Regions from separate parts of the Mus musculus genome. Here regions 1, 2, 3, 4, 6 and 7 are each linked to region 5. A link is a contact called in public Hi-C, HiChIP or PLAC-seq, Micro-C and promoter capture Hi-C data. All regions are on one chromosome and are shown on one strand. The core of a region is the stretch at or near the end of the contact, and the rest is flanking DNA. Distances in the headings are between cores, read along the strand shown.

The links. Promoter capture Hi-C pulls out the DNA fragments that hold promoters and counts their contacts. Hi-C and Micro-C count contacts between places; a contact is called where the count stands out from the background. HiChIP or PLAC-seq counts read pairs in DNA pulled down with a chosen protein or histone mark. Capture Hi-C pulls out chosen DNA fragments and counts their contacts.
Region 1: a contact with region 5 is called in a Micro-C map of embryonic stem cells, with 5 times the contacts expected there. The contact joins the promoter of Mapk3 here to the promoter of Sbk1 in region 5. A contact is called at or near these places in 5 of 484 Hi-C or Micro-C datasets (CD4 T cells and embryonic stem cells) and 2 of 115 datasets of contacts at active chromatin or transcription factors (embryonic hindbrain and pancreatic cancer cells).
Region 2: a contact with region 5 is called in a promoter capture Hi-C map of pancreatic islet. The contact joins the promoter of Sgf29 here to the promoter of Sbk1 in region 5. A contact is called at or near these places in 2 of 39 promoter capture datasets (cranial neural crest and second pharyngeal arch cranial neural crest), 4 of 484 Hi-C or Micro-C datasets (embryonic stem cells, pro-B cells and uterus), 5 of 115 datasets of contacts at active chromatin or transcription factors (T-cell acute lymphoblastic leukemia, embryonic stem cells, forebrain and 1 more) and 2 of 9 other capture datasets (liver and pancreatic islet).
Region 3: a contact with region 5 is called in a promoter capture Hi-C map of cranial neural crest. The contact joins the promoter of Ypel3 here to the promoter of Sbk1 in region 5. A contact is called at or near these places in 3 of 39 promoter capture datasets (the C10 cell line, cranial neural crest and pre-B cells), 2 of 484 Hi-C or Micro-C datasets (both in embryonic stem cells) and 3 of 115 datasets of contacts at active chromatin or transcription factors (double positive thymocytes, embryonic hindbrain and pancreatic cancer cells).
Region 4: a Hi-C map of liver shows a contact between it and region 5, with 1.7 times the contacts expected there. The contact joins the promoter of Sult1a1 here to the promoter of Sbk1 in region 5. A contact is called at or near these places in 1 of 39 promoter capture datasets (liver), 3 of 484 Hi-C or Micro-C datasets (the C10 cell line and liver), 1 of 115 datasets of contacts at active chromatin or transcription factors (embryonic limb bud) and 2 of 9 other capture datasets (embryonic stem cells and liver).
Region 6: a contact with region 5 is called in an H3K4me3 HiChIP or PLAC-seq map of embryonic forebrain, with 3 times the contacts expected there. The contact joins the enhancer-like site here to the promoter of Sbk1 in region 5. A contact is called at or near these places in 14 of 39 promoter capture datasets (the C10 cell line, the HPC-7 cell line, cranial neural crest and 7 more), 3 of 15 datasets of contacts at CTCF or cohesin (embryonic stem cells and large pre-B cells), 49 of 484 Hi-C or Micro-C datasets (B cells, the G1E-ER4 cell line, the HPC-7 cell line and 18 more), 20 of 115 datasets of contacts at active chromatin or transcription factors (astrocytes, craniofacial prominence, differentiating embryonic stem cells and 12 more) and 3 of 9 other capture datasets (embryonic stem cells, liver and pancreatic islet).
Region 7: a contact with region 5 is called in a promoter capture Hi-C map of pancreatic islet. The contact joins the promoter of Slx1b here to the promoter of Sbk1 in region 5. A contact is called at or near these places in 3 of 39 promoter capture datasets (cranial neural crest, pre-B cells and stem cell-derived epiblast-like cells), 1 of 15 datasets of contacts at CTCF or cohesin (embryonic stem cells), 5 of 484 Hi-C or Micro-C datasets (B cells, embryonic stem cells, liver and 1 more), 6 of 115 datasets of contacts at active chromatin or transcription factors (T-cell acute lymphoblastic leukemia, embryonic forebrain, embryonic limb bud and 2 more) and 2 of 9 other capture datasets (liver and pancreatic islet).

The regions. Positions count from the first base shown.
Region 1 is chr7:126,756,844-126,761,021 of GRCm38.p6, forward strand. Mapk3 (mitogen-activated protein kinase 3) reads left to right here and starts at 2,783. Exons shown (of 9, transcript NM_011952.2): 1 at 2,783-2,975; 2 at 3,888-4,070. The coding sequence starts at 2,803.
Region 2 is chr7:126,646,343-126,650,601 of GRCm38.p6, forward strand. Sgf29 (SAGA complex associated factor 29) reads left to right here and starts at 2,967. Exons shown (of 10, transcript NM_029339.3): 1 at 2,967-3,135.
Region 3 is chr7:126,775,439-126,779,504 of GRCm38.p6, forward strand. It overlaps Ypel3 (yippee like 3), which reads left to right and starts at 1,525. Exons shown (of 5, transcript NM_025347.3): 1 at 1,525-1,665; 2 at 2,333-2,515; 3 at 2,616-2,659; 4 at 2,868-2,976. The coding sequence starts at 2,399. Gdpd3 (glycerophosphodiester phosphodiesterase domain containing 3) reads left to right here. Exons shown (of 10, transcript NM_024228.2): 10 at 16-207. The coding sequence ends at 189.
Region 4 is chr7:126,674,202-126,678,305 of GRCm38.p6, forward strand. Sult1a1 (sulfotransferase family 1A, phenol-preferring, member 1) reads right to left here and starts at 2,217. Exons shown (of 8, transcript NM_133670.2): 1 at 2,101-2,217; 2 at 1,243-1,382; 3 at 1,027-1,152; 4 at 848-945; 5 at 70-196. The coding sequence starts at 2,117.
Region 5 is chr7:126,270,304-126,274,514 of GRCm38.p6, forward strand. Sbk1 (SH3-binding kinase 1) reads left to right here and starts at 2,193. Exons shown (of 4, transcript NM_145587.3): 1 at 2,193-2,796.
Region 6 is chr7:126,525,955-126,529,910 of GRCm38.p6, forward strand. All of the region lies in intron 1 of 4930456A14Rik (a long non-coding RNA gene), which reads left to right. Among named protein-coding and RNA genes, the nearest start is that of Atxn2l, 24 kb to the left of the region's middle. Within about 2 kb of position 2,542, at least 27 of the 459 cell types and tissues checked have an H3K27ac peak or open chromatin away from gene starts, as enhancers often do. A contact at or near this core is called in cortical neurons, embryonic forebrain, nephron progenitors and 1 more, where this site is marked.
Region 7 is chr7:126,693,725-126,697,949 of GRCm38.p6, forward strand. Slx1b (SLX1 structure-specific endonuclease subunit homolog B (S. cerevisiae)) reads right to left here and starts at 2,059. Exons shown (of 6, transcript NM_029420.4): 1 at 1,701-2,059. The coding sequence starts at 1,879. Bola2 (bolA-like 2 (E. coli)) reads left to right here and starts at 2,276. Exons shown (of 3, transcript NM_175103.3): 1 at 2,276-2,375; 2 at 2,459-2,556; 3 at 2,831-2,969. The coding sequence starts at 2,313. The coding sequence ends at 2,930.

The DNA.
Region 1 (4,178 bases), core at 1,533-4,032, 490 kb after region 5:
TTCTCCGACTTTCCAAATCTGATGACGCCACCATCACAACTCTAGCCTTGCTAAGCATACAGACCCCACCATACCCTCAGGGCCAAACCTTGTCAGTTTATGGGGGCTGGAGAAATGGCACAGTGGTTAAGAGCACTACCTTCTCTTCCAAAGGTCCTGAGTTCAAATCCCAGCAACCACATGGTGACTTACAACCATCCATAATGAGATCTGACACTCTCTTCTGGAGTGTCTGAAGACAGCTACAGTGTACTTACATAGGAAAAAAAAATAAATCTTAAAAAAAAAAAAAAAAGCCAGGCGGTGGTGGCGCACACCTTTAATCCCAGCACTCCAGAGGCAGAGACAGGCAGATTTCTGAGTTCGAGGCCAGCCTGGTCTACAGAGTGAGTTCCAGGACAACCAGGGCTATACAGAGAAACCCTGTCTCAAAAAAAACAAAACAAAACAAAACAAAACAAAACAAAACAAAACAAAACAAAAAAACAACAAAAAACCCCTGTCGGTTTGAATTTCAGACTTAAGTGAGTATGATGTTACAGGTCTGTAATCACAGCACCTTCACACATACGCACTTACAACACAGACACACAAACATTAAATAACAGAACACATTTTAAACATGCTTAACATTGGTCTGCCAGGCACTGGAGGTACAATAATGAACATGATATGATCCCTAGCCATCCATCTGCAGGGACCAGACGGAACCTAGAAGCAAAGGAGTGATTTTTATTTTATTTATGCACTTAGAGACAGGATCCTGGGGCCGGATAGATGGCTCAGTGACTAAGAGGCTGTTCTTCCAGAGACCCTGAGTTCAGTTCCCAGCAACTACATTCTGACTTACAGTCATCTATGATGGCATCCAATGCCCTCTTCCGATGACAGAGCAGTCATATACATAAAATACATAAACAAGCCTTTAGAGACAGGAGCTCACTGTACAGCCCAGGCTATCCTCAAACTGACAGTCATCCTACCTTGGTCTTCCAAGTGATCACAGGGTTCTGGTTGTTTTTGTCAAATCTAATTATTTTATTAAGTAAATAATGTGTAGAGGTACCTGAGTGCAGCATGTGTATGCAGGAGCCCTCGAAGGTCAGAAGAAGATGCTGAATGCCCTGGAGCTACATGCTTGTGAGCTGCCACGTGGATGCTGGGAACTGAACCTAGAGTCTCTGCTGAAGCAGTAAGTGCTCTTATCCCTGAGCCATCTTTCCAGATTGTCAAATCCAAACTTAAAAATGACATCCTTAGTGCTGGAGAGATGTGTTAACCTTGAAGAACACATACCGCTCTTCCAGAGGACCCAAGTTTGATTCCTGGCACCTATATCAGGTGGCTCACAACCTCTTAGAACTCTAGTTGCAGAAGGTCTGATTCCTCCGGCCTTGGTGGGCACCTGCACTCATGTGCACATACCTGTAGGCAGACATGCACGTAATTTTTAAATTCTATTTTATTTATTTTGTGTGTGAATATGTGTCTGTCCACATTCATGCTATAGCATGCTTGTGTTGGTTGGAGGAAAACCTGCAGGAGCTAATTCTCTACTTCCATTGTGAAGGTCCCAGAGATCCAACTCAGATCTTTGGGCTTGCTTGGCAAGCATCTTTACCTACCCAACCATCTTACCAGCCCAGCGTGGGGGGAGGGGGGGACAGAAAGACAGAGACAGACAGAGACAGAGAAAAGGTGACAGTGAATTTAAATTGATTTAGTTACCTTTGTCCACAGCTACCACCCTTTCCCTCCTTCTCCCGTGAAGTGAGCTGGGTTGCACGTCCTCTGGGCAATCAGGCAGAGGATTTGTACGACACTGGGGCCTCAGCACACACCTGAGCCCCCCTGCAGGCCTGTGTCTTCACACTGGAGTCAGGACCGACTTCACAGCTTCACAGTGCTGCCTGCCGTCCACCACCCTCCAGATTGCTTCCTCATTATAAAACGTAAGATATACTCCCTCAGCAACTCAGGGTGGCCCACTCCTACCAAGTCTGACAGCCTGAATTGGACACCTGGGACCCACATGGTGGAAGGAATCAGATGTCCTCTGACCTCCACACAGGCTCTGTGACATACTTACGCTCCAACACACAAAATTAATAAATGTGGCAAATAAACGAATAAGAAATTATGGAAGCTGGGCATGGTGATACATACAGCTTCTAACTAATCCTAGCACTGGCGAGTTAGTATGTTGAGGCCAGCCTGGTTACCTAGTCTACATAGTGAGTTCTGGAACAGCCAGTTCCATGTCAAGAGACCCTCTTAAAAAAGAAAGAGAGAGAGAAAAGAAAGGATGGAGATGTGGCTCAGTGGTAGGATGCTTGCCTAGTAGCATCCTGAATCTGTATGATGGCTCAGGCCTAAAGGCAGGAGGATGTGTTCAAGGCCAACCTCCACCACATAGAGAGCCTTTGGGGCTAGCCTGGATTACCACTATCTGTTTAAATGAAACAAAGATGTGAGGCAGGTCTTCAAAGGTTAACTGTAAGCCGGGTGGGTTCCCTTAGCATTACTGAGGGCCACTGGCCCCTGGGGCTGCAGAACTCTCTTGGCAGACTAAAGTACCCTAGTGGCCAAGGCAGGGAAGGAACAGCGTAACTAGGCGGGAAAGCCGGGTGCGCGCCCAGGAGACCATGTGACGTCTCGGGCCCGCGCAGGCTCGCCCGGCAGGCGCGGGGGCGGGACGCGCGGGGGCGGGGGCGGAGCCTGGCGCGCGGCCCCGCGGTGACAGGGCGGTAGGGAGGGGCGGGGCCGCGGGCGGGGCAGCGGGGGGAGGCGGGAGGAGTGGAGATGGCGGCGGCGGCGGCGGCTCCGGGGGGCGGGGGCGGGGAGCCCAGGGGAACTGCTGGGGTCGTCCCGGTGGTCCCCGGGGAGGTGGAGGTGGTGAAGGGGCAGCCATTCGATGTGGGCCCACGCTACACGCAGCTGCAGTACATCGGCGAGGGCGCGTACGGCATGGTCAGGTGAGGGGGCGTCCCGGGAGGGGGCTTCGGAGCAGGGACAGCAGGTGTGTGCTCGGGACATGGGGGGCTCAGGGAGTGTCGCAGGGGAAGTATCGTGCAGTGACTTCTGGAGGACTAGGCGCTACTTTCTCCAGGGAGGGGGGTTGGAGGCTTTGAAGCCACCTTGTATTGTTAAGGGAGGGGCACCTGGGGGACCCTAGAGATAAAGGTGGAGCTAAGAGGATGAAGGGGGAGTGAGGGACCCACGAGCAGGTAGTGGGAGCCTTGGTTCCCCCCTGATGAGGCTGTGACAGAGAGTTTGAGAGAGGAGAGCAAAGCTCAGGGTGGGGCAAACCTTTGCACCTCTGCCCCTGGCAAGGCTAGGGGCCCAAAGTAGGGAAGGGTCTCTAGAATGTGCCTTATTTTGTGGTATACGGGTTTGTGAGTTCTCGCTGCCCCACTGTGTGCTCTGCTCTGGGCCTTTGTTCCTATGGGAGCAGCTCTGACCCAGGAACCGCACAGGGAGACCTGCCTGCCCCTCCTTATCTCTTCTCTCCTGTCCCATTACTGAATCCTCTAGGCTTCATCTACTTTCTCCATTTAACTCCTATCCCCTGGACCTGTCTGGGATTGAGAGAGTCCAGCTTGGGAAAGGGGAGGAGGGTGAGGGCAACTAGAATGTAAGAGGGTCCAGGAGAAAGGAAGTCGGTGAGTGGCCACTCTCTTCCTCTGTTTGTGAAGTCACTGAAAGGCTGCCTGGCTGATACCCAGCTTTCCCCTGGAGATCCCAGGCCTTCACAGCAGGAAGGAGCCAGCATTGTTTACATTTGGCCAGAACCCTCTCCTCCTCTCTCCAGTCCCTGCCAAGACCTGGGTGGGGCCAACAGGCCTGGATTCCCCCTTTGTAAGGCCACATCTCTCTGGCCCTCTCAGCTCAGCTTATGACCACGTGCGCAAGACCAGAGTGGCCATCAAGAAGATCAGCCCCTTTGAGCATCAAACCTACTGTCAGCGCACGCTGAGGGAGATCCAGATCTTGCTGCGATTCCGCCATGAGAATGTTATAGGCATCCGAGACATCCTCAGAGCGCCCACCCTGGAAGCCATGAGAGATGTGTATCCTTCACCTTAGCCACAGCCCCAGAGTAAAGCTAGGGAGCTTGGCTCTGTTGTCTGTGGTCATCTTTTGTACTACCCTCCAAAAAAAAAAAACCCCAGCAAAGT
Region 2 (4,259 bases), core at 1,717-4,216, 380 kb after region 5:
GTGCAAGGCCCACCTGCCTCAAGCAACAAAACAGGGAGGTAGCAGAGAAAGGCAAGTCTCTGAGTTCAAGGCCAGCCTGATCTACAGATCAAGGTCCAGGCCAATCAAGACTACATAGTGAAATTTTGTTTCAAAACAAAACAAAACACAAACAAACAACAAATGAAACTGTTAGGGCACGTTGTGTGAAGATGTGCCTCTGAATATTCAATTGTTGATGTTGTACCTGAAGAGAGCTAAACCCTGACACTATCTTGGTATTGTTACTTCTATGGCCCATTACAGTCCTCATATTTTATAAATATTCATCCTTCCTCAGTAGCTACGGACAATCTAGATTGAATCTTATTGCCTGTAATAAAGAGCTGATGGCAGGCCAATTGCTGGCAGGAAGCAAAGGGTGAAACTTCTGAGAGAGAAAAAGAGAGAGAGGGAGGGGTGGGGAGAGGGAGGGACAGACAGAGGCAGAGACAGACACAGAGGCACTGAGAAAAGAATTGAGAATCGAGAGGTATACAAAGGTAAATGGACAAATCAGAGTAGAACAGAGAGGCAGAGCTAGCCAGGTGTCAGGACAGAGTTCCAGGGTTAGTAGGGTTAAATAAACTACATGGCTTGCTGGAGGACTGCTCTAGCTAAAAGGCCTAAACTTTAAAATATTAAAAAGCCTCTGTGTTATTACTTATACCACTGGCAGGTGGAAAGGCCTGCTATACCAAACCGTAAAAACTGTGTAATTGTTTGAGCCAGTGTATCCTGCTTTTCTAGGATATCCAGGGTGTCCTGGAGCTCTCTGAATAACCAGGCTGGCCTCAAACTCACAGATATCCTCCTGCCTCTGCCTCTTGAGTGCTGGGGAGTGAGCTATCACACTTGACTCTGGAATTCTTCATAATATGATTTTCCCAAACTCACAGATGTAGAACTGAAACAGGATGGGTGATAGAGCCATTCACTGCACCTTGATAAGAACTACAAGTGGTGATGGACACCTTTAATCCCAGCACTTGGGAGGCAGAGGCAGGTGGATCTCTATGTGTTCAAGGATAGCCTGGTCTGCAGAGTGAGTTCCAGGACAGGCAAGACTACACTGAGAAACCCTGTCTTGATGCCCCCTGCCACTTGTAACAACAACAACAAGACACTGTTTCTCTGTGTGATAGCCTTGGCTGTCCTGGACTCGAGTTGTAGACCAGGCTGGCCTCAAAGTCATAGAAATCCACCTCTCCTTCCTGAGCACTGGAATCAAAGGCATGTGCCACCATGCCTGGCTAGCTTCTTTCCTTCCTTCCTTTTTCTTTCTTTCTCTCTTTCTTTCTTCCTAGACTAGTCTCACTGGTGTCTTGAACTCCCTATATAGAACAAGCTAGCCTCATTCATAGACATCTACCTGTCTCTGTCTTCTAAATGCCACTAGCTTTTCCATGTAGTCCAAGATCACCTTCCCAGAGAACGGTGCTACCTACAGTGGCTGGGCCTTCTGTATGAATTAACATGGTAACGTGGTAGTGCACTCCTATAATCCTATATAATCCATTAGACAATTCCCTATAGCTAGGTCTGTCTGGGAAATTCCTCAGTGAAGACTGCATTGTCCAGTGGCTCTAGGCCCTGTCAAGTTGTTAAAATTAACCAGGACAACTGACTAGACATACAGATTCAATGAAAGAAAATTATTTTTTCAAACTGTAAAAAGTATGTGTCTCCGTGTGGGTATGTGCACGTGAGTGCAGGTGCCAGAGGACAGCACATCAGTACCCTTGGGGCTGGAATTGCAGATCGTTATAAGCCACTACTGTAGGCACTGGGAACTGAACACGGGCTCTTTGCAAAAGCAGTACATGTTTTTGATTGCTCGGCATCTCCCCAGACTCATTCATATACATACACACACACACACACACACACACACACACATATATATATATATGTATACACACACACACACACACACACACACATATATATATATATATATATATATATATATATATATATATATATATATATATATACATTAATTTCTTTGCTAGTCTAGGGGCTAAAATAGTTTCAGTGTTAAAATGTAAGGTTTCCTAATAGAAAAATATCTGATAGCTTGTTGTATGCCAGGCACAGTGCTATGTACTGGGAATGTCTAATGATCTTGACCTTATAGCATTTGTAATTCTATCAGAGAATAACAATATGTAATTATAAACTTTAAAAGATTTTCAAAAATATTTTTATTCTATGTCCAGGCGTATGTATATGTGTATGTGCACCTGTGCAGTGCCCTCAGAGGCCAAAAGAGGGCATTAGATCCCTTGGAGCTGGAGTTACAGGCAGTCTGAGCCAGCTGACCCAAGTGCTGGCATTCTAATTCTGGTCTTCACGATTGAGCAGTACTTGCTCTTAACCACCAAACCATATTGATTTTTTTAGGTGTTATGTACGAAATATTAGGATAGTTAGGGTGGGAGCAGTCCCTAGGGACTGAGCCCGGGACCATGCTAAGCAAGTGTCCTACCACTGCACTAACTGGGCAGGCATCCACAGGGTAGGTATCCAAAGATGTAGCTAAATGTTTGCATGTCCAAATCTTTTATTTGCTGGGAAGATTCTGTAAAATACAAGTACTAAACCTAAAACTGCTTATTTGGAATTTAAAAATATTTTCAGATACATTTTAAATTCACGGCAAATTTCAGCTTAAAGTACAGAGTTCTCATCTGCGTCCTGGGGCCCTCCCTCCTCATCCCCAACAATCTGATGTGGTTTTGTTGTTGTTTTCTTCTGGTGCAGAGGATCCGCTCCCATCACCTTTCACATGCGAAGCGAGGCTTCACGCATGCTTTTCTGTTCCTTTGACTCTGATCTATTAAATCATGATTAAGTACATCAAAGCACAGGTGTCGAAGTAAGAACTACGTTTCCCAGAGTGCAATGCAGCACGTCACAGAGAAGTACCCGGCATGCGCAGAGGAGTCCTCCGCGCTCGACCGCGCTCATAAGAGAAACAGCGTGTGTGGTTCTTGACGCGCCGCGAACCTTCGAACGCAAGTGCGAGACTACCCTGTGAGGAAACGTTCCAGGGATTCGCCTGTTCCCGCCATCGCAGTTACCAGCGCGACGTGCTGTTTCTTCCTGTGCTCGGTAGGTGGGACGGGGCCATGGCAAGGTACCTCCAAGCAGCGCGGGAACGAAAGGCCAGCGTTCCTGCCCGGCGCCCGGCTCGCCGAGGCGGCGTCTGAGGAGACGCGCACGCGCCCTGGACGGGAAGGGGGCGGGGCTGTGGGAGCCGGCGCCCTGGGGCTTGCGCGTGCGCCCTACCTCTCTGAAGAGGTGGGAAGCGGCTGGAGCTGGCTAGTCTAGATGCCGGCAGCTGATGTGAGTCCCAGACATCAGCACATTTTACTACTTTCTCAAAAGCTTAGTTTTTGGTAGCCCAACCTGGCCGTGAGATCGCAGTCCTCCTCCCCCAATCCCGAGTGCTGAGATTACAGACTGCACATGCTCTAAAGGTGTCCATTTTCACAACAGTAACTTCATCCACTCTCCAGCTCACTCTTGTGTTGGCTGACACATGTATCCTAGGACGTCTGCGTCTACTCATCAGCACCTTCCCCTACCTGTCAATGTTCAGCTTTCTCTAGGGAGGCTTTGACTCATGCTGTTTCACAGAAACAGCTCTAACAAAGCCACCTTGACTTCTGGATTCCGAAGTTCAGTGATACAGGATTGGTAGCATCCTCTTTCATTGCCTCGGTTCTCCTCTAAAGAACTCCTGCTTCCATTGCTTCATCTTTAACGGTTGTACCATCAAAATACATAAACCCTTCTTCATCTTGCCTTTCTTTCTGTTCCCTCCTTGGACATTGTCTATTTCACACTTTAAATAAAAATAAAATTTATTTTGGTGCTCTCGTTTCTATCTTGTAAAAATATTTGGTGTGTGTGAAGGCAGGCATGTTCATTCCATGGCACTTTTGTGGAGGTCAATTGACAGCTTTCAGGAGTTCTCTCCTTCCATCATGTAGGCTTCTAGGATGGAACTCGGGGTATCAGGCTTGGCACAAGCACTTGAATCTGCTGAGCTATCTCACTGGCCCTCAAATTTACATCTTGTAGATCAGTATAATGTTGTGGTGTTAGAATCCACAGGGAAAGACCAAATCTTAGGCTCAATTCAAATTTAGATGAAATGGATTTCTTTTATTTATTACTGCTAGGCAGTAGGCAGTAATAGGCAGAAGGATGTCAGCCTTAAAGCCAAACAG
Region 3 (4,066 bases), core at 275-2,774, 500 kb after region 5:
TCTTCCTCTGTTCAGGTGCTATTTTGGTGCCTTAATGAAGAATCGGATTTTGAAGTGGCCTTCAGCTTGGGAGCCAATGGCGTCATGACCGATTACCCCACAGCCCTGAGACACTACCTGGACAAGCAGGAAGAAGAGACCCAGCCTCCTCAGCCTGAGGCCCTGTCCTGTCTTTCTCTTAAAAAATAAATATTTTCTTGTCAGTAACATAGTTCATGGAACAAGGGGTTGGAGGGTCGATTCGGGAGGCTAAAAAGATGGCATTAGCGGCTGGGGATGGAAGTTGGTGGTAGAAGGCTTGCATACCATGAATGCAGCTCAGAGTTTACTGCAAGCAAGTGCACATAGCATCTTAGGAGAGATCAAGAAAGCCTGTGGTGAGCTAGGCCTAGGCTTTAACCTCAGTACTTGGAAGGCAGAGGCAGGTGGATTTCTGTGAGTTATAATGCCAGGGCTACAAAGTGAGACTCTGCCCACTGACACCCCTGCAAATAAAAGCCTGGGGGTGTCAGTAGGCTGGCCCACTTGTTCCACTACATTCCAGACCCAGCAGAGTGGCACCACACCCTGTGCCAGCTTGGCCTCCACTCTAAAGCATGCTAGCCCAAGCGTCCTGGACCTAGACTCTAGAGATTCAGAGATGAGTGGTTGTCCTGAAACCATTAAGAGACCCAGGCATATGCAAGGGACGGAATTTCCTCATGTTACTGATGTTGGGCACCTTATGTGCTGAGCTGTACTGCAGCAGGCAGGCATGGATTAGCTCGCAGGCTCTCCCACAGTACCTGCTGTCCACTTTCTGATCTCCAACATTGGAGTTCATTTAATAAATATTCCCAGTGCAGCACTTTTCAAGCCTGCCTGGTTCCTGGGACTCTGCAGTGAACACAAGTCTAAGTATACCAGACACACGATTAAACAGACATTTTCACTGGGGTCAGACCTACAGAAACCTCGAGGTCAGGCATACCAGAGAATGCCTGGAGCAGATGATGCTCAGCAGTAGAGATTTTTAAAGCGTTGGTTCCTGGGAGTCTAATAGAAGGACACCTTTAGTTCCCTTCTAACAATCTGTTCCACGTGCTTGGGAAAAGTGTGAATTCCAACTTTGACTCTTACCATCTGGATAATCTCTGGAGAGGATCTCTTCTCCAAGCCTCAGGAAACTGGTCAAATGGAGACAGTGGTCTGTGGATAAACGAAGACAATTACGACTATTTCCCAGGGGTTTGCATACAGATAACACGCTCTTATTAGCCCCATGCCGGGTTAGGATCCTTGTCTCTGAGCACCCGAGATAGCAGAGCAGCAGAGGTGCAATCACGCCCGGGTTAGCCTCTGGGTTAGGCTGCAAGTCGTAGCCGCATTTCCGGGCGAGACGGCTAGCGGGAGCCCGGAGCAGGGGGAAGGGCAGCCCAGCCTGCGCTGGCCGCCGTATGACGCGCCCCCTCATTTGCATGAGGCGCTCCGATTGGCCACGAAGGCCGCCGGGACAGGAGGCCGGCCCCCTCCCCCTCCCGCCGCAGCCGCGGCAGCAGCTGGTCTCGGTGTAAACAAGTCGAGGCGGCTGTGAACCGGGCCGGGGGGGACGGCGCCCATCAGGAGCGCCCCCCACTCCCAGGCCAGGCCACCCCGCGGACCGGGCCCTCCACGCGCCCAGGCGAGGTGAGGCCTGGACCGACGTCTCTGCGCGTTGCCCCGCGCCCCCGCCCCGCAAGCGAGGACTGCCCCTTCCCCCGCGCACGCCCCCATCCCCTCGCCCCAGGTGAGCCCCGGGGTCTCAGGTAAGGCTTGGCGATGCAGGTAAGATTCCCCTCGGCGGAGATGAGGCTCAGCGCCTGCAGGTAAAAACCCCTCCTCTCTCTAGGGGACCCTCTTCCTTTGGGGAGGCCTGCCTCCTCCAGGTGAGAGACCCTTTCCCCAAGCGAACTCCATATACCCCACATTTGCCCTATCACTAGTCCAACTAGGGTCCCAAGGACCAGTCAGTTTCTGCCCCCCCCCCCCATTCCTCAAAACTGAAAACTGGCAGCCCATCCACTCTGAAGCCCCTTCTTCACGTTTCAGATGCCAGTTCAGATGCCAGCTCAGCAGGGGTGAGGCCAGAAGCTGGTGGGTGACTCACCTAGAGCTCCTCCTAGCCTCAGTTTACCCGCTGATGCAACCTGAGGCCTCCTCAGTGAGTCAAAACTGAGATGACTCTGGTCCCTGGTGAGACTGCTGGCTCTAGGGAAAGGAGAGAGCAGCCAAGTGTGACAGAGTCCCCATAGTTCTGGGCTTGTCTACATGTGTGTGGCCTTAGTCCTGATCGTCCACCTCTCCTTCCTGGCAGGCACTGGGCTCCCTCTGCTCCCCGTGGGCCGCTCCCCGCGTGGGGCCACTGCCCTTGGCCCCCGCCATGGTGCGGATTTCAAAGCCCAAGACGTTTCAGGCCTACTTGGATGACTGTCACCGGAGGTATAGCTGTGCCCACTGCCGTGCTCACCTGGCCAACCACGACGACCTCATCTCCAAGGTAAGCAGGTCACATTTTAGTCTAGAATGGCAATGGGCTGCCTGGCAACTCCCCACCAATAGCCCTAACCCCCTCCTCTCGTCTCCCCACTACCCTCCAGTCCTTCCAGGGCAGTCAGGGACGTGCCTACCTCTTCAACTCTGTGTGAGTATTCATCTCCTTCCTTTCTTTTCCTGACCTCTGTTGTGACCTGTGACTCCCTGGTATGCTGATATTCCCAGAGTCCCTTGTTTCTGACAGGAAGCCATGATCAGGCTCCTCTTAGAGGCTAAGACCAGACACTTAACATACTAGCTAGAGGGTGGCTCTGGGCTGCTGAGACCCTCCCTGGGACTACCCTTTGTCCCCACAGAGTGAATGTGGGCTGCGGGCCAGCAGAAGAGCGGGTGCTGCTGACAGGTCTTCATGCTGTCGCTGACATCCACTGTGAGAACTGCAAGACCACTTTGGGCTGGAAATATGTGAGTTTGAGATCTCTGACCCTAGGCTGGCCTTTGACCTAACCTCATCCCTTCTTCCTTAAAAGTATCTGCCTTTGCCTTTCAGAGTACCAGTGGCCCAGCACAAACTGGCTTTCTTTCCCCAGTGACTGGCGTTTGTCCATTGCAGGGCTTTGAGGGTGTTCTCTTCCCTCGAAGGATTTGCACCCCTGTCCTAGATGATTAGCATCATGTAGAATCACCATTTATCAATTGCTTATCTGCCATGCATGTGAACACATGGCACATAGTCTCTCGATCATTACAGCTATTCTGGTGGCAGAGTCTGTTCCAGAAGACAAGGAGGTCTGAAGATGCTAGGACATTTGCCCAAGATCACACAACTAAGACTCTGTAGCAATGTGGAAACTAGGTCCCCAGATCTCTGCATAGCTCCTGTCACTTCTGATGCTGTCTAGCATCTGATTTCACAACCTCAAGTCTCATTTCCTTACCTGGCATGGGAGCATAAAGCCACTACCTGGCACAGAATATCATTGTGAGAGTCAGATTACACGTAACAAAGTTATTCCTTATACACTTGAGGATAGCATAGGGAATTGGGCACTTGGCATGTTTCTAGAAGCTGGATGCCCCATTGCAAAGACAGTCCTAATCTTACTTTACCTCTGACCCTGCCACAGATTTCCTGTGTGTCTTTGCACAGGTGGCTTGGCCCCTCTGAAATCCTAAAATGTAGCCTAGACCAGAGGTTAAAAACTCAAATGTCAGCAGTGTGTGGTGGCGCACGCCTTTAATCTCAGCACTGAGGAAGCAGAGGCAGATGATGTCTGAGTTCTAGGCCAGCCTAGTGAGCTCCAGGACACCCAGGGCTATGTAGACCCTGTCTCAAAGTACAACAAAATCCTTCAAATGTCTATAAGACCAAGCAGAACCGGGCGTGGTGGCACACGCCTTTAATCCCAGCACTTGGGAGGCAGAGGCAGGCGGATTTCTGAGTTCAAGGCCAACCTGGTCTACTGAGTGAGTTCCAGGACAGCCAGGACTGCACAGAGAAACCCTGTCTCGAAAAACAAAAGCAAAAACAAAACAAAAAAAGAGCAAGCAGATA
Region 4 (4,104 bases), core at 967-3,466, 400 kb after region 5:
GGCACAGGCTTTGTGAGCCGCAGCTGTGCCCCTCAGGTCCAGCCCCTCCTTGCTGCAGACTCAACCCACCTTTCCCATCCATGAAGTTCTCCAAGAAGCTTTCCCAGGTGCCTGGGTCAGGGTGCAGCTTGGCCATTTTGTAGAAGTTATAATAGGAGACAACCACATCCTTTGCATTTCGGGCAACGTAGATCACCTGCAGGGGAAGCCGATCCCCAGTTCTGCTTTCTTCCCCTGCTTTCCTGTCACCCTTCATAAGACCAAATGAGGTGGTGGGACCTTCTAGCACTTGGGGATTTCCCAGCACTTCTTTTTGGGATGGCAGAAGAGAAAACAGGACTGGCATTTGAGTTGTTGAGATCTCATCGTATGGGCATCATTGTCCTAAGATTGTACCTTCCCTGATACCAAAGTCCTGGCTATTTGTTGAACTGTTTTATCTGACTCCTTTGTTGTCAGCACATCCACGTGGTAAGTCAGAGTCCCAGCAGGCTCTGTGTGTGTCCTGTGAACACCTAGACTCTGCATCTCTAAAGAGTTCCATTTTCCTTGTTATCGGAGCCCTTCCAGAGTGACAGCCAGTAACCCTCCATATGAGATGAAATAGGGCTTGAATAGTTCCACAATTCCCAGAAGAACAAACCAAAGCTATGATGACCCCCAAAAGGCCCCTTGCATCCTCTCACCCCCCCCTTCCATTCCTTCTTTCTTTTTCTCTGTCTTTTTGAGTGAGACATGGTCTTGGACTTGCTGTGTAGCCAGTTGCCCCCAGTCCTTCTGCCTCTACTTCCCACATGCTGAAAAGCACTACCATAACTGGGGTTTTCTGTTAGTTGGTTGGTTTTACCTTGATCTTTTGATCCAGCAGACTCTGAGGGAGTAAGGACAAGGGCAGATGTGTCTTAATGATCCGTGGGGCTGGTGTCTCTTTCAGAGTTTCAAGACCTAAGTTGAACAAGGAACTTTGTTAAACTGGGGCCCGGTCCTACCTTTTTCCACTTGTCTCTAGCACCCCCATGCACATACCTGGGGGGACCCCTGGGCAGCTGAACTCAAGGAAGGGTATCCGGGCATAGACGGGGGCCCGGCCACACTTATCTAGCTTGCCACCCTGATAGATCATATCCATGATCTCACTCATCCAGGTAGTACCTGGAAAGGGAGGAGCAAGAGGTGAGCGAGGCTCAGAGTCTTGACCTGCTTACCAAAGTGTGTGTGTGGTGGGGACCACTGCTCGCTCACCAGACTTTGGGTACGTGCTGATGAGCACATCATCAGGCCAGGCTGTGAAGTTCTGCAGTTGCTCCATTGTCTCCGCAAAGTATTTGATGAGTGGGATTCCCTTCACAGGCACCAGTGGTTTACGCAAGGGCTCCATGTTGCTGCATTGAGAACAGAGTAAAACCCACTTCTCTAGCAAGTCCACAGTACCATGTGTTAAATGATTTAAGACGGGGATCCTGGGGCTTTGGCAGAGCCCCCCAAAGTGGCAGGTAGATCTGGGATCAAAGGCAAATCTATCTCCACCAAAAGTCACCACTGTGCTATGTCTGATCACCTGTGGAACATTGTTCCATGTCCCTAGTGCCCAAGCATACATAGTCCAGGCATTAAAACACTCTGAGGTAGAATCAGTCCAATGTGTGCTGTTTCCTAGGATATTCCAGCTCATACATGAGAAAACGGCAGGCACCAGCCGAGTCTTCACTACTTCCTAGTGCAGCTTCAGGCCATGGCCTCTCTCTATTTTTTTCCCCTTGAACTTCCTGTTATCTTCAGAAATGCCTCAGCCCATCTAGAACTGATATCCTATTTTGCTCTGAGACAAATATAACCAATTTAGCTATTAAGCTTGTTGCAAGGTAGGGAGAAACTTTCTACTAAAATAAAAAGGATTCTAAAACAAGCCAGAGCGGAGGGGAACTCAGACAAACCACAGTTGCTCTTCTGAGGTGGGGTATGCATGGAGAAAGTAGAGAGGCTAGAGGCCCAGGCAGCAGTCAGGCAGACTAATCAAAGTGTAAGGACTAGCTGGCACTTGAAGAGCAGTGGAACCAGTATCTGGGCAGGACAAGGTGGCCACCCCACTCTGCCACTCACCTGGGGTTCTGAGCCATGCCTCCCTCGGTGCTCAGTGGTAGGGATCTTTGTGTAGGCTTTGCAATGTGGGGAATGCAGAATTGGTCTTTGAGCTGGAGATTTTGTGTCCCAAGTGGGAGGAAGTGGAAACAGTGCTAGGACTGGCTGTTCTCCAGAAACAAAAAGGGGAGGAGGTGGAGTAGGGCAGGGTTCTGTTAACCATACTGTGGACTGTGGGTTTAGCCTGTTCAAAACAAAACAAAACACCAATCAGGCCACAGCATGGACAGTGGGTTTCTTTTGCTCTGCTTCTGACTCCTTCCTAACTTACCTAAACTTAAGGTAGAACAATGGGACTTTTCTAATTAACCCACTCTGGCATAGGGAAGAAAGTAGCCAGATGGGGACACCTGCTGGCTCCAAGCCAGTCTTGAGGACACCTTGGGCTTCGATCAGAGCAACCACAGCGATGCCTGGAACCTCTGACGTCAGGGAAAGTCCAGAATGATGGGAAGGAGCAAGGTCAAGGAACTAGAGGTGCAACAGAGTTGGAGGGGTGTTCATGGGAGTGTGAGTCTAAAGGCCCTGGAAGGTGCCCCTGCCTTCATGGCTCTAGTCTACCTCATCCAATACCACACGTGACTGGTGGAGATCAGTCCCTAGAAAGATTTTCACCCTCTGCAAAGACAAGAGGCTGCAGCTGGGAGAGACACACCTCCAGGAGTGAGGAGTGCCCCCTTGACCTCTGTCTGCTGTTGGAGTGAAGATGCAATATCAAGCTGCACTGGGGCTGCAGAGGCTCCTGTACCACAGCTGTGCACCTCCTGACCCTTACAGAGTTGTCATCTCAGAGGAGAGCTGTGCAAAGCTGGGCATCAGGACAAGACTTCCCATTTCTCTAGAGGAAATTGTGTTTGTTTGAGACTATGTAGACTGATGACAGGACCACTCCGAGGTGTGACTGAGGGGAGGATTTTATTGTAGATGCTAGGGAGAGTTCAGCCATAGTGATCTGGAAGAGTCCAGAGAGAAAGAAGTGGACTGAATATGACCAGAAAACTGGACTTGGCCATGAGAAGTGGGTTTGGGCATGGGATAGCAAGAGATGAAGACAAAGACGAGGACTTGGAGAGTGGGGTTGGGGGATGCGTAGCTGAGATAGCTGGGTTATAGGACAGTGAGAAGCTGGTAGAAAGGGAGCCTCTGGGCCAGGGGAGCGAGAGGAGCCAAGATGCCAGCATGCCTTTTAGTGTGCTAATAGGTACCACAGATCTGTTCCTTCTGCCAGAATAAGGGAATGGCTCCTTTAGTAGAGGAGAACTGCTTCGAGAGATCCTAAAGAATGCTGGCTTTGGAACTGACAGAGACAAGGTCTCATACTGGATCCTAGGCTGACTAGGAATTCACCATGTAATCCAGGGTAGACTTGATCTTGTGGCAATTCTGCTCCAGCATGTCAAGGGCTAAGATTGCAGGTATGAATGTATATATTCATATATTATGTCATCTTTTTTCTTGTGGGTGGGCGTTCGGATCCAGTGCCAGGCCTTAGAGCCATGGGATCTACTAGCATGCACCTATGAAGAGAACTGGTACCAGTGGAGAGGGGATCCTCTCAGAACTTGGTACCTATACAGAGGGCCACCAGCAGAGCCGCATCGCTGGAGGGACAGTGTTGAGTTGCAGCTCAGAACTGTATCTTTCCCAACATTTTGCTCGCAGGTTACAGACTGGAAAGCTTTGCTGGTACACCTGCTGCCACTGAAGCAGGGAGAAAGAAGAATAAAGACCAAAGGGTCCAGCTTTGGACCAGCAGGATAGCTCAGATGGTAAAGGCACTTGCTGCCAAGCTTCATGGTCTGAGTTCAATCCACAGGACTCTTACAATGAAAGGAGAGAACTGACTGCTACATGACACATAAATATGTGTACACACTTGCACATAAACAATATATGTGTGTATGACTTTTATTTTTTTTTAATTTAAAGTTCGTGTCTTTATCCCCAGAACAAGCTTAAACCTTA
Region 5 (4,211 bases), core at 943-3,442:
CACAGGGCATCTTTGGATTTCTGTTGCTGTGAACAGACACCGTGACCACAGACACTCTTATAAGAAAACATTTAGTTGGGACTGGCTTACAGTTCAGAGGTTTAACCCAATATCATGGCGGGAAGCATGGAAGCAGACAGGCAGACAGAGCGCTGAAGAGGTAGCTGAGAGTTCTATACCCATTTCCTCAAGCAGCAAGAAGAGAGAGTGACCCTGGGCTTAGCTTGAGCATTTGAAACTTCAAAGCCTACCCCCAATGACACACTTTCCTCCAACAAGGTAACAGCTCCTAACAGTGCCACTCTCTAAGAACTTATGGAGGCCATTTTCCTTCACACCACAATACAGCGTAAGCTTTACCCTGGAGGGGACAGGGGATGCTTGGCAAGCTCATTAGGAATGCAACCTAAGAGACATTGTTCTCAACAGAGCTGGTGCCCACAAAGGACCTGGTTTCCAGAAAACTAACTTTCAGTAAAAGTGGGAGGAAGGTGGGCTAGGATTACAAGTAGCAGTAGCAGTAGTGTGGGCTGCCAAGCAGAAGTCTGCGCATCAGCTTTGGGTGTTTGTTTCTTCGTTTCTTCGTCCAGTTCTGGGGACTGAGTCCAGGGTCTTCCCTATGCCAAGACTGAGCCACATTTCTAGTTCCTGTCTGTAGTTTATTCAACTTAGGTGTGTGTGTGTGTGTGTAGAGGGCAGAAGTTGACATTATCAGGTGTATTCTTCAATCCCTCCCCAGCTCATTTAACTTTTTGTGGGTGCGTGGTATGCATGCATATGTGTGTGTTTGCATGTATGTGGGGTGCACATGCATGTGTGTGCATGTGCAGACGGAGGTTGATTCTCTTGTTCTCTATTTTACAAATTGAGGCATGGTTTCTCACTTGAACCTAGAGCTGACTCATTCGGCTAGTCTTGCTAGTCAGCTTGCTCTGGGGATCCTGTCTGCCTCCTAAATGCTGGGATTCTAGGCTGCTACACCTGCCCAGCCATAGCTGAGTCCTGGGGGCCTGAACCCTGGTCTTTAGCAGCATCTCGCTTGGTTCCCCTTCTCCCCTCCCGTACTTATTTATTTATTCAGAGACTGGGTCTTTCACTGGAACTCACGGATCAGATCAGGCTGGTCCCTGGGATCCACCTGTTTCTGCCTTCCCAGGGCTGGAACTACAGGTGTCATGGCACTGGAGGAACTCAAGTCCCTCATGCTTGCCTGGCAAGCACTTTACTTAATAAGCCGTCTTCCCAGCTCCACCTAAGGCTACCTGAGTTTGCAATAACCAGCTCTAAAAGTTCTACCAGCAGCTGGAGTGGTTGGAAGAGGATGCTAATTTGAGAAAACAATCTGATCAGAGATTAAAAGGAGGAGAGATTTTGGGTGCGTCGGGGGCTTTTTCTATGAATAAAATAGTATGCTGCATGGGAGACTGGGCCTCTGGAAGGATGCGTTCGTTGTTCCCACTCTGTCGCCATCTCTGCTCGATCGCCCCACCTGCATCCAGGCTACAATTTCCGGTTAATGAACAAAGCTCTTCACACCCGGGTGGCTTTGCACAGCTGCTGCTTCAGCCAGGAACCCCCCACCCCCTTCTTCCGTTCTGCTATACACCTTTAATCCCAGCTTTTCCTTAAACTTACTTCGCGGTCTCCCTACAGCAGAGCTCGAAAGTTCTGCCTGAACCCTGCACGGCCCCACAGACCCCAGGTCTCTGAGTAGCCTAGTAGTCTTATGAGGTCCCCTGGAAATCGAATGGATAGGTGGAAGGATGAATGGGCAGACAGGCGGGTGAACAGATGGACCGGTAGTTGAATGAGCGAGTGCATTCTGAATAGGAGAGCTCGGATTTATTTTTCTTCTTTGAAACAGATCCAGGCTCCGCCCCACAAGCACAGGCTGGAATAGTCTGGGACAGTCTAGCCCCTCGGGGACCAAGCAGCTGGACCAGGTGACCCTCTGTGACTCCCCCGAGCCCTCTCTAACCTCGTTCTGGCCCCCTCCTGGGCTCTGACCTAGAAAAAGAAGCTTATGCCAATGACCGGCGGGCCTTAGGACCCCGCGTGGCCGGAAAGCGGGCGGGGCATCGTGCGGCTCCCGCGGCGGTGGGGAGGTCCAGGCCCGTGGCGCCTGGCGGGAGGGCGCGGCGGGAGTGCGCGTGCGCGGAGCGCGCACCCGGCGCGGCGGACAAAGGCGCGTGCGGCGGCGCGCGAGGCGGAGGGCGGAGCGGCGGGCGGGCAGGTACGCGCCGGCGGGAGGCGGAGCCGCGAGGCCGCGATGGAGCGCAGCCCGGGCGGGCACCGGCGCTGGAGCCCGAGTGCCGGGCGGAGCGGGAGCCTCAGCCGGAGCCGCAGCCTCAGCCCGCGCCAGGCCGGGGCAGGAGCCCGCAGGGCCGGGCTGCTCGCAGCGGCGGCGCCCGAACCCCCCAGCGGCTGAGCGGTGACCTCCATCCTCGCACGCGGCTGCTGGGACGCAGCGACCGATCCAACCCGGGCCCCCCAAGATCTGCTTGCTACAACCGCACACCTCAAGACACAGAGAGACCCAGGCTTGGGGCGCTAGCCTCCCTAATCCGCTACTCCGGCACACAGGGACCCCAAACCTAGGACAGCAAGATCCTCTTGCTAACGAGAAGCCGCGGGCACCCCAAAGCCTCGGGACCCGGGCGACCAAGCCCCTTGCGACGCCTTCAGCGTCCCGGCTCATGGTGGTAGTGGTGCCCTGAGCCCCTCTCGGGCCGGGCAGACGAAGATCGACACGGCGCCCAGGCCCCCTGCCGCGGCGTCCCCGCGGCCCCAGCCCAGGTAAGTGGGACCCAGGTGAGGGGCGGCAGGTGAGTGGTACCGAGGTCCCTAGAGTCCTGCAGGTGGGGAAGGAAGTCCAGAGTGCGCGCTCCCCCTCCTCAGCGTCGCCATGGAGCCGAGGCTGAAGGACGTCTCTTTGTGTCTCGCTTGGAGGAGCCGCCCCCTCCTCCTCTCCCTTCCCCCACCTTCCACCCCAACCCTGAGATTTGGGCACAGCTTCGGACCCCGGGAGAGAGGAGTTGCGACGCCCTGGAGAGGGGTTAGAAGGTGGAGAGTCTCCCCGGAATAGCCTGGAGCCTTAGACCTTAGGTCCTTTGAAGAATAAAGACACGTAACTATCATCTCCCAAAGACCAAGCTGAGTTCTTAAGTGACACCCACCCTCCCCACAGGAAAGAGAAAATTTGGGGCGCCCAAAGGTGAGAGGTGCCTGCATTCTGCAGCTCTGGGTGACAGCTGGGGCTTTGGGTGTGTGCCTTTGTCTGAGAGGGCAGGGAAGGGGCGTGTTTGAGAGGATGAGTCTCTTATTTTCTGACTCTGAGACCCCAGCTCAGGTCTCAGTGGGGCTCTTTATCCAGTCCCTCTTTGTGCTCCCTGCAGAACAGGGAGAGGACAAGCCCTCTCAGTGAACAGCTAGTTTGGGGGAGGGAGGTACCCTGAATGAAGAAACCATTTCGGGTCAGAGCACCTTTCTGCCCCTCTAAGTCCCAAGGACAGCAAACCTGAGTGTTTTCCCTTTTTCTGACCCGGGGAACACCTAGGGCCAAGTCCGGGACTGGGACACTGTGTCCTCTACGATGCAGGAGTGAGTCTGGATTCTTGCTTAAGCTTTCCAAAGCATCTACAATCAAGAGGGCCTCAACAAATGTCCTAAACCCCAGGACCCAGGGAATGCCGGAAGATCTTGGGTGCGTTGTACCCCGAGAAAGGGCAGGAAGGTTTTTTTCAGCCTTCCACAGACAGGTGTAAAGTCAGGTAGGAGGTGAGCAGACAGGCTGGGGAAGGCAGGATTCAGAACACAGAGCCCTATAGAAGTTTCTTTGTTCGTTTATTTATCCATTCATTGCAACATCTACCGTGTCTGAAGCTCCAGCCCTGGAGTTTGGGGCTTCCCCTCATCTTTTCCTGATGATCAGGCTTCAGATCCTTGGGCTGTTTTGTTTGTCCAGACCATGTCAGGACCAGCTGCCCAACCCTTGACCCCTTGTCCCTGTGACACCTGATTCCCCAGATCAGACCTGAGCAGCTGATACCTTCCCATCACTACTGCCTGGACTCCTCTCTGATGCTGGCTTTGCCCCATGAGTACAGATGTAGCCTGGGTCAGCACTCTTGCAGATCCCCCCTGCAGACTCAAGGACAGTCAAGGCAGCCACCCCCCCTCCCCCCAGGAGAGGATGTGCGAAAGCCAGTTGC
Region 6 (3,956 bases), core at 1,292-3,791, 260 kb after region 5:
GGCAGAGGCAGGCGGATTTCTGAGTTTGAGGCCAGCCTGGTCTACAGAGTGAGTTCCAGGACAGCCCGGGCTACACAGAGAAACCCTGTCTCCAAAAACAAAAACAAAAAACCAAACCAAAACAAAACCAGATACACTAAATCTAAAGAAGAGAAAATGGTAAATTGCCTCGAACACACTGGTACAGGAGACAACTTCCTGAACAGAACACCAATAGCTCAGGCACTAAGATCAACAATTAGTAAATGGGACCTCATGAAACTGAAAAGCTTCTATAAGGCAAAGGATTGTCAATAGGACAAAATGGCAGCCTACAGAATGGGAAAAGATTTTCACCAACCTTGTAGCTGACAGAGTGCTAATATCCAAAATATATAAAGAACTCAAGAAGTTTCACACCAACAAACCAAATAACCCAGTTAAAAAATGGGGTATTGAGAATTCTCAACAGAGGACTTTCATCTTTTTTTATTTTTTTTTAAGATGTATTTATTTATTATATGTGAGTACACTGTAACTGTCTTCAGACACTCCAGAAGAGGGCATCAGATCTCATTATGGATGGTTGTGAGCCACCATGTGGATGCTGGGATTTGAACTCAGGACCTTTGCAAGAGCAGTCAGTGCTCTTAACTGCTGAGCTATCTCACCAGCCCAACAGAGGACTTTCAAATGGCCAAGAAACACTTAACAAAACATTTAATATCCTTAGGTCATCAGGCAAATGCAAATCAAAACAACCCTGAGATTTCACCTTACCCCTATCAGAATGGCTAAGATCAAAAACTCAAGTGACAGCACATGCTGTTGAGGATTTGGAGAAAGGGGAACTCTCCTCCATTGCTTGTGGGAGTGCAAACTTTCACATCCATTCTGCTAATCAATTTGGTGGTTTCTCAGAAAATTGGGAATAGTCCTACTCAAGACTCAGCTATACCACTCCTGAGCACCCAAAAGATGCTCCACCATATGACAAGGACACTTGCCTTGTTGTTCATAGCACCTTTATTTGTAATAGCCAGAATCTGGAAATAACATAAATGCCTCTCAACAGAAGAATGGATAAAGAAACTATGGTTCATTTACACAATGGAATACTACTCAGCTATTAAAAACAAGGACATCATGGATGGAACTAGAAAATAACATCCTGAATGAGGCATCCAGACCCAAAGAATATGCATGATATATACTCACTTATAAATGGATATTAGCCATAAAGTACAGGATACCCATGCTATAGATCCAAAGAAGCTAAATAAGATGGAGGGAATAAGAAACCCAAGGAATAAGAAGAAGGAAATAAGAAGCTCAAGGGAGAATGCTTGAATCTCACTCAGAAGGTGTAAATAATAAAATAGTGATCAGAGATGATGGAGAGAGGGAATTGGAGAAGAAATGGGTAGGGGAAGGGGGCCATCTCTTTTGGGGAGGGAAGGCCAGGAGAGTAAGACACGGAAAACCAGCAGCTGGCAAGAGGTGTGGGCATCTCTAGGACATGTCAGAGACCTGGGATGGGGGAGGCTCCAGGGAGTCTATAAGGGTGACTAGCTGAGACTTCTAGCAGTGGGGGATATGGAGCCTGAAGTGGCCACCTCCTGTAGCCAGACAGGATACCCAGTGTAGGAATAAGGAAAGCAACCCACCCACAAAGCCTTTGACCCAAAATGTATCTTACAGGATGTGCAGGGACAAAGATAGAGCAGAAACACCAACCCACCCCCAAAACCTTCAACCTAAAACTTGGCCTGCCTATAAGAAGTGCAGGGGCAAAGATGGAGTGATACTGAGGGAATGGCCAACCAATGACTGGCCCAACTTGAGACCCATCCCATGGGCAAGAACTAATCCTTGACACTGTTAATGATACTCTGTGATGCTTGCAGACAGGAGCCTAACATAACTGTCCTCTGAGAGGTTCCAGCTAGAGCTGACCGAAACAGATGCAAAGACCTACAGCCAAACATTAGATGGAACTGTTTTGTGGAACAGTTGGGGGAAAAATTGAGGGACTCAGAGGGGACAGGAACTCCACAGGAAGACCAACAGAGTCAACTAACCTGAACCCTTGGGAGCTCCCAGAGACTGAACTACTAACAAAAGAGAACACATAGGCCAGGCCTAGGCTCCATGTACATCTGTAGCAGATATGCAGCTTGGTCTTCATGAGGGACCCCTCCCAACAACCGGAGCAGGGCTGTTCCTGAATCTGTTGCCTGCCAGTGGATCCTGTTTTCCCCAAGCTGGGCTGCCATGTCTTACCTCAGTGAAAGATGTACCTAGTCCTGTAGTGACTTGATGTGCTAGGGTGGAGTGATTCCCAGGGGAGGCCTCCCCATTCTCAGAGGAGAAGCAGGGGAGGAGGTTTGTAAGGGGGCACTGGGAGGGGTGTGTGTGATTGTGATGTAAAGTGAATAAATTAATGGGGGGAAAATAAAAAAGAAGAAGAAAGAAAAGATCCGAAAAATCCTTGATTCAGAACAAAGGAGTGTCAGAGGAATCTAATCTAAAGCCTACATCTCCACCTTGTGGTAAAATTGCAGAATGCCAGCCTGCTAAATTCCTAGATAAGATTTATTTATGCTGAGGAATACAGATTCTGTTTAATGATGCTTAGAGCAATGGCAAATAATTGATTATATGTTTTATTTTGTAAAGTTTGGAAAATTAAGATACATATGTTAATACATCATACAATTGATACTTAGTCAAGAATTCAATATGTTTCTGCCTCAAGTTTTAAAAGGGCTGACTCTGAGATTACACATTTATGAGAGGTGATGGGTATCTTGGAAATGCCTTTACAGATTGAAGCTGATGAAACTTTGACATGTGTATTCACTAGAATACAATAATATTTTAGACATTATGGCATGAAACATATTACTGGCATATCTCACAATTTTACAGGTCAAACGAATGTAAAAAGATCTAACTACACTTTAAAGGAGACACTCATAAAACAGAAGGAGAATATGGGGTAGATGACATATTGCTTTATTAACTTTAAGATTTTAAATGTAAATAAGCAAAAACAACAGCTGCTGAGAGACATTGGATTATGGAAAAAAACTGCTGGACTAGATCAGCACATGGATATGATCTCCTCGGATTGAAGGCAGGAAACGTGTTGTGTTGGGGAGAGGTTTTGTCTTTGTTTCCATGGAAATGAATAAAGATTGGATTTGATCCAGGGAGACCTCCTGAAAATCCTGGTTGCAGAAATGAAGAAAGAAACCAAGAACAAAACAGGTAAAATGAATTCTGACCCTTCCCTATGGGAACATCTCGGAGCCTGCCTGCGACGTGAAAATGTCTCTGCATGGCCAATAGATGGTGTTGACTACTGGCTCCTCAGGACTTATCATGCCATCTTTCAGATGGCATGGATGAAAATTTATATGACAGCAGTCCAAACAGATTCATAAAGAAAGACAGAGGGGCTGGCAAGATGGCTCAGTGGGTAAGAGCACTGACTGCTCTTCCGAAGGTCCTGAGTTTAAAACCACATGGTGGGCCAGGCATGGTGGCGCACGCCTTTAAACCCAGCACTCGGGAGGCAGAGGCAGGCGGATTTCTGAGTTCGAGGCCAGCCTGGTCTACAAAGTGAGTGCCAGGACAGCCAGGGCTACACAGAGAAACCCTGTCTCGAAAAACCAAAACAAAACAACAACAACAACAAAAAAACCACATGGTGGTTCATAACCATATATATTGAGATCTGATGCCCTCTTCTGGTCAGCTACAGTGCACTTATGTATAATAATAAATAAATCTTTGGGCCAGAGCAAGCAGGGACTGAGGGAGCAGAGTTGACCGACCAGAGCAAGCAAAGGTCCTAAAAATTCATTTCCCAACAACCACATGAAGGCTCACAACCAATCTGTACAGCTACAGTGTACTCACATATATAAAATAAATAAATAAATCTTAAAAAAAAAAAAGACAGATGCCTT
Region 7 (4,225 bases), core at 809-3,308, 420 kb after region 5:
ACATTTTCCTGATTAACAACTGATGTGGGAGGGCTCAGCCATTGTGAGTGGTGCAGCCCCTGAGTTGGTGGCCTTGGGTCCCACCGCCTCTGCATCAGCTCTTGTTTGAGTTCCTGTCCTGACTTCCTCCAACGATGAACGTGAAGTGGAAACATAGAGGAATTTTAATCCAGCAACATGGCTGCTCTGGTAAGGAATCACATCCAAAGGCCCAGGTCTATATGATGGGGCTGGAATGCCAACACGGCCTGGACTACAGTATGATTTGCTGGAACGCAGACACGCCCTTTCATCCCTACAGTGAAGGTAAGGTGAGTTTGTAGACGCAGCCATGTTTGAAAATGACATCTAATTAAAGGGCAGATGTCCAACCTACATGAAAACAACACAGGAAAGAGAAGCTACTTAAGAGCAGAGAGAGGGGGCTGGTGAGATGGCTCAGTGGGTAAGAGCACCCGACTGCTCTTCCAGAGGTCCTGAGTTCAAATCCCAGAAACCACATGGTGGCTCACAACCATCTGTAATGGGATCTGATGCCCTCTTCTGGTGTGTCTGAAGATACAACAGTGTACTCATATACATTAAATAAAAAAATAATTCTTAAAAAAAAAAAAAGCAGAGAGAAGGGAGGGCTGTATGTGTATGGAAGTTTGGTCAGGGAAGTTTTACAGAGACAGGTTGTAGAGAGAACAAGCTAGACACCGGTGAAGACAAAAGGAGCCAGAGAATGAGAAGGAGCCAGAAGATTAGAACAGATTGTCAAGGCTAGTATGAGGCCAAGCAGAGCAATTCAGTCAAAAGCTGAGAGAAGCCGGATTGAATCAGCCATCTTGGAAGAATAGATTGTACAGAGGTTAGAAGCTTCCAGGGGTAGGCCTAGGGATAGTTAGAACAGAGAAAGAAACGCTCTGGCTCAGCCCAAGCCATATATTCACACAGCTTGGGTACGGCTCTCCTCTCACCCCTTCATCTGAGGAGATGAAAGCACATTCACATGGAAGTGTAAGCCAAATAAACGCGTTCCTCCCCAGTACGCTTTCGGTCCTGGTGACTCATCACAACAATAGTAACAATAGTAACAATAGTAACCCTAGGGGGCTGCAGAGATGGCTCAGAGGTTGAGAGCACTGACTGCTCTTCCAGAGGTCATGAGTTCAACTCCCAGCCACCACGTGCTGGCCCACAACCATCTGCGATGCATACAATTCCCTCTTCTGGCGTGTCTAAAGGCAGCTACACTGTACTCATATACATAAAATGAATAAATAGATCTTTAAATCTTTATTTTAAAAAATAGTAACCCTAAGATAAGGACCTAGGTTAATTGCATAGCATAGCTTTTGTATCTGATTTTTTTTTTTCTTAAATCCATTTATGTGCATGAATGTTTGGTACGTATGTGCAGAGATTAGAAGAGGGCGTCTGATACCCTGGTAGTGGAGTTACAAAGCAGCCCTAAACTTGTGCACTCGTAATCCAATTAAGCATCACAAATTTTAATCCAGCCATCGCAGAGTGTTGATATACATAAGGTGCCACCTCGCTGCTACGCTTGCTCTGGTGGCAGGCCAGGGACTCAGCACCGCCCCAGATCTAAAAAAAAAAAAAAAAAAAAAACCGGTCCCGCCTCTGTCACTCCTTTGCCCTAGCGGCCCGCCTCCTACGCGGAGCCTTCCGACCAGACACCCGCGCCTTCTTACCAGGGTCCTCGCCCGCTGGTCCGCCATGCTCCACCTTTCTTGCGACCCGCGTTGTGTTGCCGGACCCGACGAGCAGGATTGACAGTGAATCCAACGTAAACGCGGCCCCGATGCCGAGGGTTCTGGCAGTAGAGCAAGTAGACACCGAAGAAGCGCCCGGGTCTTGCTGCATGGTCCATCCGGACTTTCTGGGTTGAAGGGCCAGAGTTGGGGGTGGTTTCTGGGACCTCGGACCTCGGAAAGGGCTGGGTAGCCAGGACTGCAAAACCTTGGTTTAGGAAAAAGCACGGGAGAATGGTCCTGCAAACTCCTGGAAAGCCGGCAGAGCGACTTGCTGCGCCGCCTGCTGGCAGGAGGAGGGTGTGCAAGCGGAACCGCAGGACTGGCTGCCCTCCAGTCCGGCTCGGATTGGCTAACTGTTGGGAGGAAACCTCCCAAGTGCTGGGAATTCAAGGGAGCCAGGAGGCGGAAGTGCTGCCTTCGAAGCCGCCCTAGGAAGGGCGGAAGTGAGCGGCGTGGAGGAAGTGGCTGCAGTGAGGGCGGAAAGCGAGGTGGCGGGACCCGAGGCGAGGTTCTTTGCACGCTGGGCTGTAGCCCCGCCGGGCTGTGGTTATGGAACTCAGCGCCGATTACCTCCGCGAGAAGCTGCGGCAGGACCTGGAGGCAGAGCATGTGGTGAGTGCGATGCTGAGAGGTCGCGGGCGGTGGGGAAGGACTCCTGGGCGCGTGTTCCATCGTCCGGGTCTTCTGCCCGCTAGGAGGTGGAGGACACGACTCTGAACCGTTGCGCGACCAGCTTCCGAGTCCTGGTGGTGTCGGCTAAGTTCGAGGGAAAGCCACTGCTCCAGAGACACCGGTGAGCCCCGGGAGCCAGCCTCTCACCCAGCCAAGCCTCAGGCTCCGGATGGCAGCCCGGGCATCCGCTCGCCATGGGTGGGACCAACTCATTCCCAAAGCCCGGAGATGTGACCCATAGCCCCGAGGGTGCTCCTGCCTTTGTGATTGGATTCCTGTCCTCTCCTTGAATCCCCACTTCTTGGAGACGTCTCCGATCTCCTTGGTCACCCTAGCTTCGGAGCCCATCACTCCAGCTGAGGCCGCTCATTTCCCATTCCCTTCTCTCGCTCCAGGCTGGTGAACGAGTGCTTAGCCGAAGAGCTCCCGCACATCCATGCCTTTGAGCAGAAAACTCTGACCCCAGAGCAGTGGACCCGACAGCGGCGTGAATGAGGGGCCTAGGCCTGAACAGTCATTAAAATTTAAACCTGGCCCAGCTGGTCTCAGTGTGCTGTTTGAAGACCCTGAGGCCAAGTCACGGATGTGGCTTTTCCCTGACTCTCCTCCAGCCATTGTTTCAGCAAATTTGGATGGATTTCTTTCCTGAGCCCTCTAGGTCCCAACTTAAACAATGAAGATTCGGTTCTTAAGTCTGCCAAGGCTTTACTGTCAAACCCTGTGGTCTGTACTGTCACCAAGGTCAGACCTCAAAAAGCAGGGTGTTCCTGCTCTGTCAGCCCTCAGAAACCCTGAGCATTCTCCCAGGTTCCCTCACTCCAGGTTCCTGGAAGTAGCAGAGACAAGATACAGAATTTCTGTCAGTCTCTTCACAGGCGTACACACTCAGGAGGAGGGATGGACACAATGCACGCTGATGTTCAGTTCAGCTCTCCCACAGCTAGTTCCTCTCCACTGTGGATCTTTGCTTTGGTTTTGTCTTTCAGACAGGTCCCCATATGTTTCCCAGGCTGCTTGTAAATTCATGAGCTTAGGGGATCCTTTGGCCTTAGTCTTCCATGCAGCTATGGCTACAGACGTCCAGCACAATGCCCAGTCCTTCCCATATTGTCAAGGCTTGTCTCAGCCACCCAGTTTCCTGTCTCCATCTTCTCTTGATTTCATCACAGAGGTTGGTCAAGCTGGGATCATAGTAGTCAGTGTTCATGTCTTCCCTGTCCCTGGCATCATTTCCTGAACATTTTCAGTTCCTCTGGAGAACTAGTGATTCAGTCTCCTCACAAGGACCCCAAAAGAGCACCCCTTCACTCCCCAGTGATGGCCCTCCTCCAGTTTATAGGCAGAAGGGGCTTGCCCAGGATCACATGCCCTGTCGGGGTGAGACACAAGCTGGCAGGCAGAATTTTCCATTGTCTATACCCAGAAAACTCCATGGTGTGCTGAAGAGAGGAGGGCCGGGGTGGGGTCCTGGGTGTTCTCTGCATTGTATCAATTCAGCCATGGTACACTATAGAACCGCTCTGTCACCTCTGCCCTAGAGTCTCCGACCCTCTAGAACAGTTCTGTGCCATCCCAGCTCTACCCTCTGGAACCGCTCTGTGTGACCCCAGCTCTAGAGTCTCCCACCAATCAGGCACAGCAACTGCTGTCATATTGAGAATATCTTTAAAAGCATGCACTCATATAGGTAGTCGACAGTGCTAGCCTAGCATCCCTGAAGCCCCAGGTTCAGTCCTCATTACCATATAAACCAGGCATTGTGACGCACATGTAGAATAAAAGGTAGAGGC